2 separate regions of the Pan troglodytes genome follow, and region 2 is linked to region 1. A link is a contact called in public HiChIP or PLAC-seq data. All regions are on one chromosome and are shown on one strand. The core of a region is the stretch at or near the end of the contact, and the rest is flanking DNA. Distances in the headings are between cores, read along the strand shown.

Region 1 (4,232 bases), core at 1,046-3,545:
TATGAGAAAATTAGACCTATGGGTTATTTGGAATGTGTTGTTTAATTACCAAATATTTAGAGATTTCCATATATCTATCTGTCACCGATTTTTAGTTAAATTCCACTGTGGTAAGAGAACATAATGTGTATGATTATAATCCTTTTAAATTTATTGAGACTAGCTTCATGGCTTAGGATCAGTCAGTATGGTCAATCTTGGTGAATATTCCATGCACACTTTAAGAAAGTATTCCACTACTGTTGGGTGGACTATTTTATAAATGTCAATTAGGTCAAGTTGGTCTGCAGGATTATTTCTTTTTTTTTTTTTTTTTTTTTGTGAGACAGAGTCTCGCTCTGTCACCCCGGCTGAAGTGCAGTGGCGCAATGTCTGCTCACTGCAAGCTCCGCCTCCCGGGTTCACGCCATTCTCCTGCCTCAGCCTCCTGAGTAGCTGGGGCTACAGGCACCCACCACCACGCCCAGCTAATTTTTTTTTTTTTTTTTTTTTTGTATTTTTAGTAGAGACGGGGTTTCACCGTGTTAGCCAGGATGGTCTTGATCTCCTAACCTCATGATCTGCCCGGCTCGGCCTCCCAAAGTGCTGGGGATTACAAGCATGAGCCAACCGCGTCCGGCCTACAGGGCTATTTCAAGTCATCTACACCCTTACAGGTTTCCTGTCTACTTGTCCTATTTATTACATAGAGAAAAGTGCTGAAATCCTCAAGTATAATTGTGGATTTGCCTGTTTCTCCTTTTAATGCTATTAGGTTTTGCTTCGTCCTATTTTGAAGCTCTGTTCTTAGATATACAAACACGTAGAATTGTTCCATGCTCTTAACGAATTTTTCATTAGGAAATGTGCCTGTTTATTGCTATTAATATTCCTTATTGTAAAACCTACTTTGATATTAATATTGCCACTCCCAACTCTATCAGATTATATTGAGGTATAATTAACAAACAACAAAATTCACCAATTTTAAGTGTACAAAATGATGAGTTTTGAGAGATACATGCAGCTGTATAATCATCATCACCGTCACGATATAAAACATTTCCATCTCTCCAAAAAGTTTCCTTCTGCCCCTTTGCAGTCCCCTCCCCCAATGCCACCGTCACCTGACTCGGCACCTGATGTGTTTTCTGTTTCTATAGTTTTGACTTTTCCAGAATGTTACATAAATGAAATCAAAATAATAAGTAGAATTTTTGATAGAGCTTCTTTCCCTTCGTCTAATGAATTTGAGATTCATGAATGGTATTAGTTTGTTTCTTGTTATTGCTAAGTAGTATTCCATTATGTGGATATACCATATTTTGTTTATTCATTTACTAGTAGAATAACATTTGGCTTTCCTCCAGTTTGGGGCCATTATATTAAGCTGCTATAAAACTGGAGTACAAGTTTTTTTTTAATAGAATTGCGTTTTTATTTCCCTTGTAAATATGGTAAGACTAGTACTTGAGACAATAGTGCTCTTAAGCTGTCTCTCTTTAGTCATTAAGCTTCCAATTAGTCCTAGAATCAGTCTCAGTAGTTAGGAAATCATGACTGCATACTGAACACTGTACCAGGTGAAAGAGAGGAATATATAACAAAACGTTGAGATCGATAGGTATCGATATATGGCTTCAAGGCCGAGCAGAAGCCACCCGAAGCAAGGAGAAAAAATGTCAGGAAAGCTCACAAATATAGTTTTGATCTTAATGCTACTGTGAGAATTAAAAAAAAAGGTGAACATAAATAACAACCTTTGAAAATGTCAACACGTGAAGCTATTAACCAACTCCACATCCCTGTTTAGAAATTCCTGCTTACTATTCGAATATACACTTGACATACAATTGACGGACGTTCCAACACTATATTTAATTGGCAGAAATTACTTCTTAAGGGTACAAAGGGTTTTCTTTATGCACGCAAATGATTACTGTCGAAGGTAATCTGGGACTCGATTAATGGCTGTGTTAATTATTCTCCCTTCAGCAGACCTCAGTATCCGTTTAAGACTAAAGTGGCTAGAATTACCTGCCCACCCGGGCTCCCAGTTGTAACTGAGACAAGCGGAGGAGCCTGAGGAGCTGAAGACGCACAGGTGACGGTCGCGGATGGCCGGCAGGATCTGACATTTAAAATCGCCCTGCTCATCTGGGCCTCGGAGCCTTTGACAGGCGGGCGTGTCAGCGACAGTGTGGGGAAGGGGCTGGGCTCCGCCAGGCAGCGCGCGACGACGCCCTTGCCTTGGCCTTCACAGAGTAGAACCCGAGAAGCCCACTCGCCCGTCTTGGCCAACGCCCCCACCGCCCAGGGCTCCCCCCGCAGTCGGCGGGCAGGTGTGCGTGGTGCGCGAGCCCAGTGCGTGCCGGGTGCGGCGCCAGCAGCGGAGGGGCGGCCCGGCGCCCAGCGGAGAGCCGCTGGCTGGGTGGGTGTCGGCCTCCCCGCCTCCTTCTTCTCCCCGCCCGCTTGCCGGGGATGCTTGCGCGAGGCGCCCCCTCGCCTTTAAGCTCCCGGCCCCGGGGGGCGGTGTGTGTGAGTAGCCGGGAGGGGGCCGCGAGGCGCTCCGCCTAGGGCTCGTCCGGGTTTGTCCGCCGCCGTCACCTGACTCGTCGGAGGAGCCACAGCTGAGGTGGGGGCGGGGATGGGGACGCAGCTCGGAGCGCTAGAGAGACGCGGCGGCGCTGGCAGAAGAGGCGGCGGCGGGCGGGTACTGGCTTCTGGGGCCAGGGGCCAGGGGCGGTGGGCGCCGGGACCGCGGAGCTGAGGAGCGGGCCCCGGCCAGGGCTGGAGACTTTGCGCCCGGGGGCACCGGGGCTGCGCGCGGTCGCACACATCCACCGGCGCGGCTTCCCTCAGCGGCTCGGGCTCCGCTCATCCTGCGGCGGGCGGCGCCGCTCAGGGGCGGGGTGAGTACCCGCGGCCGTACTCGGCCCCCTCCCCGCGCCAGGGTCGCGCGGGGATCCGCAGAGGATAATCCCAGGGTGCGGAGAAGGGCAGAGGCCGAGTGACAGCTCCGCGGAGCGCTCCAGGGCGGGCGGGGGACTGGGCTTCGCTGTCAGCCCGGCTCCGCTCCAAAGCCAGGAAGGGTGAGGCGCCCCAAGACTCCGGCGCCTCCGCAGAGCTCCCGGGCGGCCCCTGCGGCAGGGATTTGGAACCGGGGGGAAGGGGCCCGGGCGATGGGCCTCGGCGAGGCTTTGGAGCCGGCGGCGAGGAAGGAAGGGGAGGCGAGGGCATAACATGGCGCAACGCTAAGATAATCTCCTTCGCGACTGAGGGAGGACGAGCCCTTTGCTGCAGCAGCGCGAGGAGGAGGAGGGAGGCAGCCAGGGCTTGGGTATCCGATGCATTCCCCGAAGCCTGCGGGCTGCTAGGAGGAAAGTCTGCTGAGGTGGGAGATGGGCACCGGTGGCTGCGGCGCCCAGGGAATAACCCCGACGCACGTTGTGGCTAGTCCAGCACCCGCGGGTCAGGTTGCGGAGAAAGTGCTGATTGACAGGGGGGTCCCCAGGGGGTGAGTCTGGCCCTATGTGGGGGCCGGCGGAGAATGGGGACGGTGTCACGATGCTGCGACTGGAGCCCACGCTGGGGTTCCGTGACGGCCCAACTCACGGCCAAGACTCCCTGGACCGCATCGCAGGAGCGGGGCTTGGCGCGTTGCTGGCTCCGAGAGGTGGTGCCAGGGTGGGGATGGAGGAGGAGAGAGCCGCCGCGCGGCTGGAGGAGGCAAGGCCTGGGTTCTTGGAGGGTAGGGTCTGCGGATTAAAGCCGGACCGTCTCCCCTTGTTTCCTGCAGAAGAGGAGGCGGTAGACGCGACCAGAGAAGATGTCGGGCCAAACGCTCACGGATCGGATCGCCGCCGCTCAGTACAGCGTGACAGGCTCTGCTGTAGCAAGAGCGGTCTGCAAAGCCACTACTCATGAAGTGATGGGCCCCAAGAAAAAGCACCTGGACTGTAAGCATCTCTTTATATAAGAGGGACATGCGCACGGCAGAGGCGCCTGGGATGCTGGTGGTGCGGCCTGCGCTCTTGGTCAATAATGCTGCGGCCTCTTATACTCCCAGCCAGGTTGCCCCTGAGCTGAAATTCTTCAGCTGTGAAGGTGTTCCCTTGGGTTAGCCATGAAACCTTGTCTTGTGAGCCATTTTTTCCTCTTATTGACCTCCAAGGTCTTGGTGGAGGGGGAAAAATACACACACACACACACACATATATACACACACACACAAGAGAGAGATTGTACACTCT
Region 2 (4,178 bases), core at 112-2,611, 150 kb before region 1:
CTCGGCAAACTTGATTTGCTGTAAGACTGTAACTGTTAATCCCATTCTTCCTTCCAGATTGCAAGACAAAAGCAGCACACACACTCTGCCTGATGCGAAGTCAATTTCATTCGAACCCTTTAGGATTTAAAAATAAAAACTGTTTTGCCAGCACAAGATGTCACCGCTCTCTTACCATATAATCCCCTTTCCCTCTTCGTAATATATTCATCAAGTTCACTGAGTATGTATTCAATAGTCCCTTTACGTGGGACCGTGAGCCCCTACCTTTTTCAATTTGATGAGTGAGAAGATAAGTAACCTTGAAGCCAGATTTTCAGAGAGAGAGAGAGAGAGACTGCAGGACCAGCTGCGGAGCTGGGCTGCGCGATGCCCCTGGCTCCTCCCTGGGGCTGGAGGAGCGGGAGACCTTCGGCGAGGCCTGTCACTCACCTGACTGGGTGCCTGAATTGGTAAAGCTTTCCTGAGGCTGCGGTCATTCCAGGGCCATCGGGCATCTGGAGAGGAAAGGAAGTGAATCCAGTTATCACCCACCTTCTAGAAAGTGGAAACGTGCACGACCCAGTGTTCCTCGTGCCCGCTGGGAATGTAACCCCAGGGCTCTCAGCAGCCTCGCTCCCGGCTGGGTGCCTGTGGCCCATCGCTCCAGAGGACACATCCGCCGCGTCGGCACCTTTATGGCCACCGGCAGGCGGGATGTTAAGCGAGAGGCAGGACCGGTGTCTCGCATGTCTCTCTCAGGCCCTGCGTCCCGAGAGCCCTGGTCGATCTTCTGCACCCATGGGAGGCGCGGCCTGAGACGCGTGGCTCACTCACCGCCTCCGCGGCGTGGTTCGGCGTCTCCTCTTCTTTCTTGCCTCCGGCGTCCACCCAGGGTCTCCAGAAGCCTGCGTATCTGCGGGATGGGGGAACACAAGGCGCGCAGAGGAGACGTGAGCCCAGACCCGGGAGAATCCACCGAAGCCGAGCGCTGGCACCGGGCAGTGGGGGATGGAGAGTTGGAGGGGAGGAGCTGGGGAGGCGCAGGCGGGAGAGACGGGGGAAGCTGGGAGGCGCAGAGCAGCGCGGAGAAGCCTACCCGGAGTCCGCGCCCGCGCGCCGCGTAGGGCCGTCGGTGGCCGTGCACGCCGCAGCTCCACTCTCTGTACTCTCTGCGCCTCCTGCGTTCTCCATGACGCCGCAGAGCTGGGCGGAAGGCCGCTACCAGCTCGCGGGCAATCTTGGCCAGTTCCAGTAGGTCCGAGACCCGAGCTTTATATAGCCCTCGCGGCCTGCTGCACATTGAGAGGTTCGCTGCCTCTCCGCCCCTCTCCCTGCTAGCCGCATAAACAAAAAGGCTGCGCGTGAAGGCGCACCGGGCTGAGCCCCGGGTGTGAACGCGTGCAACTCCCAAATGGCCCGGGACAGGGTTTTGTCGAGCGAATGTTAATCGCCCTTCGACACATGGCTGCGGAGAAAAACAACATTCGCCCGAGCAGCCAATTTCCGTGTGAAGAGGCCAGGAGGAGATGGAATTAAGCGAGTCTACACGTTTTGTGGATTTCTGCAAAAAGGCCAAGTGACTGGTTAATTGCTTGATTCGCTGGAGACTCAGGACTTGGCCTGTGGCAAATCAACGGGTTCTGCATCCCGTGTTCTAAAAGCTGGGATGCAGACTAGAATTCAAAGGAATAAACTTAATTCCTCTTCATGGAACAATTTTTTTTAAAAATGGGGTGAATGGATGGACTCCTTAAGAGAGGAATGTCGGTTTTTTAAAAAAAGTATTGATAAACTAGGTTCATACTCCAGCCTATTATTATTTGAAGATAATAGAAAATTATTGGCAACAAGAGGTAAATTGTAAAAGATTCGCTGTTCTGGCTAAGAGAGCCAGAGAGTGGAGTCATGTGATTTGGGCATAGAGCTCTAAATTATCTTCTCGTGTCTTTTGTGATTTTCCCCAATATTTTATCAGTATCCTCCTACAATAACTTTTGAGTTCGTCTATACACCTCTGTCACTACTTGGTATTTTGTCACTCAATGGTAATTAGAAAACTCTTTTCTGAGGGCATTGTTGTGGAATGATAATGAAATCTTGAAAAGTTATGACATGCGACAAGTTAATCAAACGTCTGCACCCCTGTTTCTCTGATTTGAGTTACCCCTCACTTATCTACCACTAAACTTTGTAAAAAGTGTTATGCATCGAGGGAAAGATAATATATAAATGTTATAAGTTTTTTTCAAAATGTTTTAAATAATAAAACTGGACTTTCTCTTAAAAGTTTAGACAAAAATCTTGATTGTAAACTATAGTTGTTTCTGCTATTCATTCAGCTACTGCATAGGAAAATAATTTAATTATTAATAGTAGCTAAGAGCCTATAATGATCTACCTGCCAGGAAGGTGAGATTTGGGTTGCTTCTGATAAGAAAATCAGTAAGGATAGATATCTAATACATGTCTGCATCCCCTACAGTTATTGTTAGGCTAAATAAAATAAAGCTTATAAAATGCGTTTTGCAGTGCCTGACATATAGTAAGCCTTCAACAGATTTTAAGCTACGTAAAAAAAATATAAGGCCTTAACAGATGTTAACCTTTCTGATAAAATGGCTTATTATTTCAGTTCCATAATGTAAACTGGTTAAATCATTGTGGAAGATGGTGTGGTGATTCCTCAAAGACCTAGAACCAGAAGTACCATTTGACCTAGCAATCCCATTACTAGGTATATATGCAAAGGAATATCAATCGTTATTTTACAAAGATGGCATGCATAATGTTTGTATGCGTATGTTCATTGCAGCACTATTTGCGATAGCAAAGATATGGATTCAACTCAAACGCCCATCAGTAATAGACTGGATAAAGAAAATGTGGTACATACACAACACGAAATACTATGCAGCCATAAAAAGGAACAAGATCATGTCCTTTCCAAGGACGTGGATGGAGCTGGAAGCCGTTATCCTCAGCAAACTAACTCAGGAACATAGAACCAAACACTGCATGTTCTCACTTGTAAGTGGGAGCTGAATAATGAGAACATCTGGACACAGGGAGGGGAAAAACAGACACTGGGCCTGTCAGTGGGTGGGGTGGGAGGAGAGAGAGGATTAGGAAAAATAGCTAATGCACGCTAGGCTTAATACCTAGGTGATGGGTTGATAGGTGCAGCAAACCACCATGGCACATGTTTACCTATGTAACAAACCTGCACATCCTGCACATGTACCACAGAACTTAAAATGAAAATAAAAAATAAAAAAAAATCTTTTTGAGGTGGCTGTAATGTGCTAACTACTGTGCTTTCCAGATAAGGACAGTAAGGTATTCCTCCTATCCTTGAGAAGATTACAATTATTCCAAACTCTGACCACTACAATAAACACAAAGGCAAAAAAAAAAAATTAAAGTGACACATTCAATAGTAAAAGCGCATTTTAAGCAGATAGGTGGGAGGAACTTAAGAAGTCTGGGATAACCAGGAAAGCCTTCTTAGAGTAAATCAAATCTAAGTTGATATTTTTGGAAGGATTAATCAAAGAATGGTATTGTCTGGGTTGTTCAGGAGTGAGAGGAAAAGGGACTGGATATCTCTGGAGCAGAGATGCTGTAGAGATAGAAGGGGTTTGGACTATCAAGAGCCTAAAATGCTATGCTAAGTCATTTTCACTTTATTCTGTAAGCACTGATGAAAGATTTTAAGCAGGAAAGTGGAATGGCATTTTATAAAAATCACTCAGGCAGCCATATGGAAAATGGATTTAGGAAAGGCTAGAGACAGGGAGTCCATTTAAAAGGCCACTATAATAGTCTAGGCAAGAGATAGTAAGATGTGCGCTAAGAATGGAGATGAAGGGATAGATTTGAAGGATACTTAGGAAATAGAACCTGAAGAACTACTTGAGTCATAAAATGTAGGAGGACTTGAAAGTGGAGTCTGGATATATTCCCAGGTTTCTAGCCTGATTAAGTGAGTAAATGGTGATGGCTCAAACACAGACATAGAAAACAGGGAGCATAGGATAAAGAGCAGGTGAGATCCTCTTATGTTGTTTTATTCTGTTAATGATGTGCAGGAAAAAAATAATGAGTTCGGTTTTGAATCTTAAATCAGTCAGGATGGGCTGGGCTATTTGGTGGTAACAAATAACTCAAAAATCTCACAGGCTTGAAATAGCAAGGGC

The links. HiChIP or PLAC-seq counts read pairs in DNA pulled down with a chosen protein or histone mark.
Region 2: a contact with region 1 is called in an H3K4me3 HiChIP or PLAC-seq map of stem cell-derived excitatory neurons, with 5 times the contacts expected there. The contact joins the promoter of RIPPLY2 here to the promoter of SNAP91 in region 1. A contact is called at or near these places in 1 of 7 Hi-C or Micro-C datasets (induced pluripotent stem cells) and 1 of 1 datasets of contacts at active chromatin or transcription factors (stem cell-derived excitatory neurons).

Annotation. Positions count from the first base shown.
Region 1 is chr5:95,730,485-95,734,716 of NHGRI_mPanTro3-v2.0_pri, reverse strand. SNAP91 (synaptosome associated protein 91) reads left to right here and starts at 2,295. Exons shown (of 27, transcript XM_054686123.2): 1 at 2,295-2,410; 2 at 3,779-3,938. The coding sequence starts at 3,809. LOC107975008 (translation initiation factor IF-2) reads right to left here and starts at 2,819. Exons shown (of 4, transcript XM_063813272.1): 1 at 2,587-2,819; 2 at 2,017-2,485. The coding sequence starts at 2,819.
Region 2 is chr5:95,878,939-95,883,116 of NHGRI_mPanTro3-v2.0_pri, reverse strand. It overlaps RIPPLY2 (ripply transcriptional repressor 2), which reads right to left and starts at 1,361. Exons shown (of 4, transcript XM_003311367.7): 1 at 1,079-1,361; 2 at 817-895; 3 at 433-497. The coding sequence starts at 1,173. It also overlaps a transcript of CYB5R4 not described here.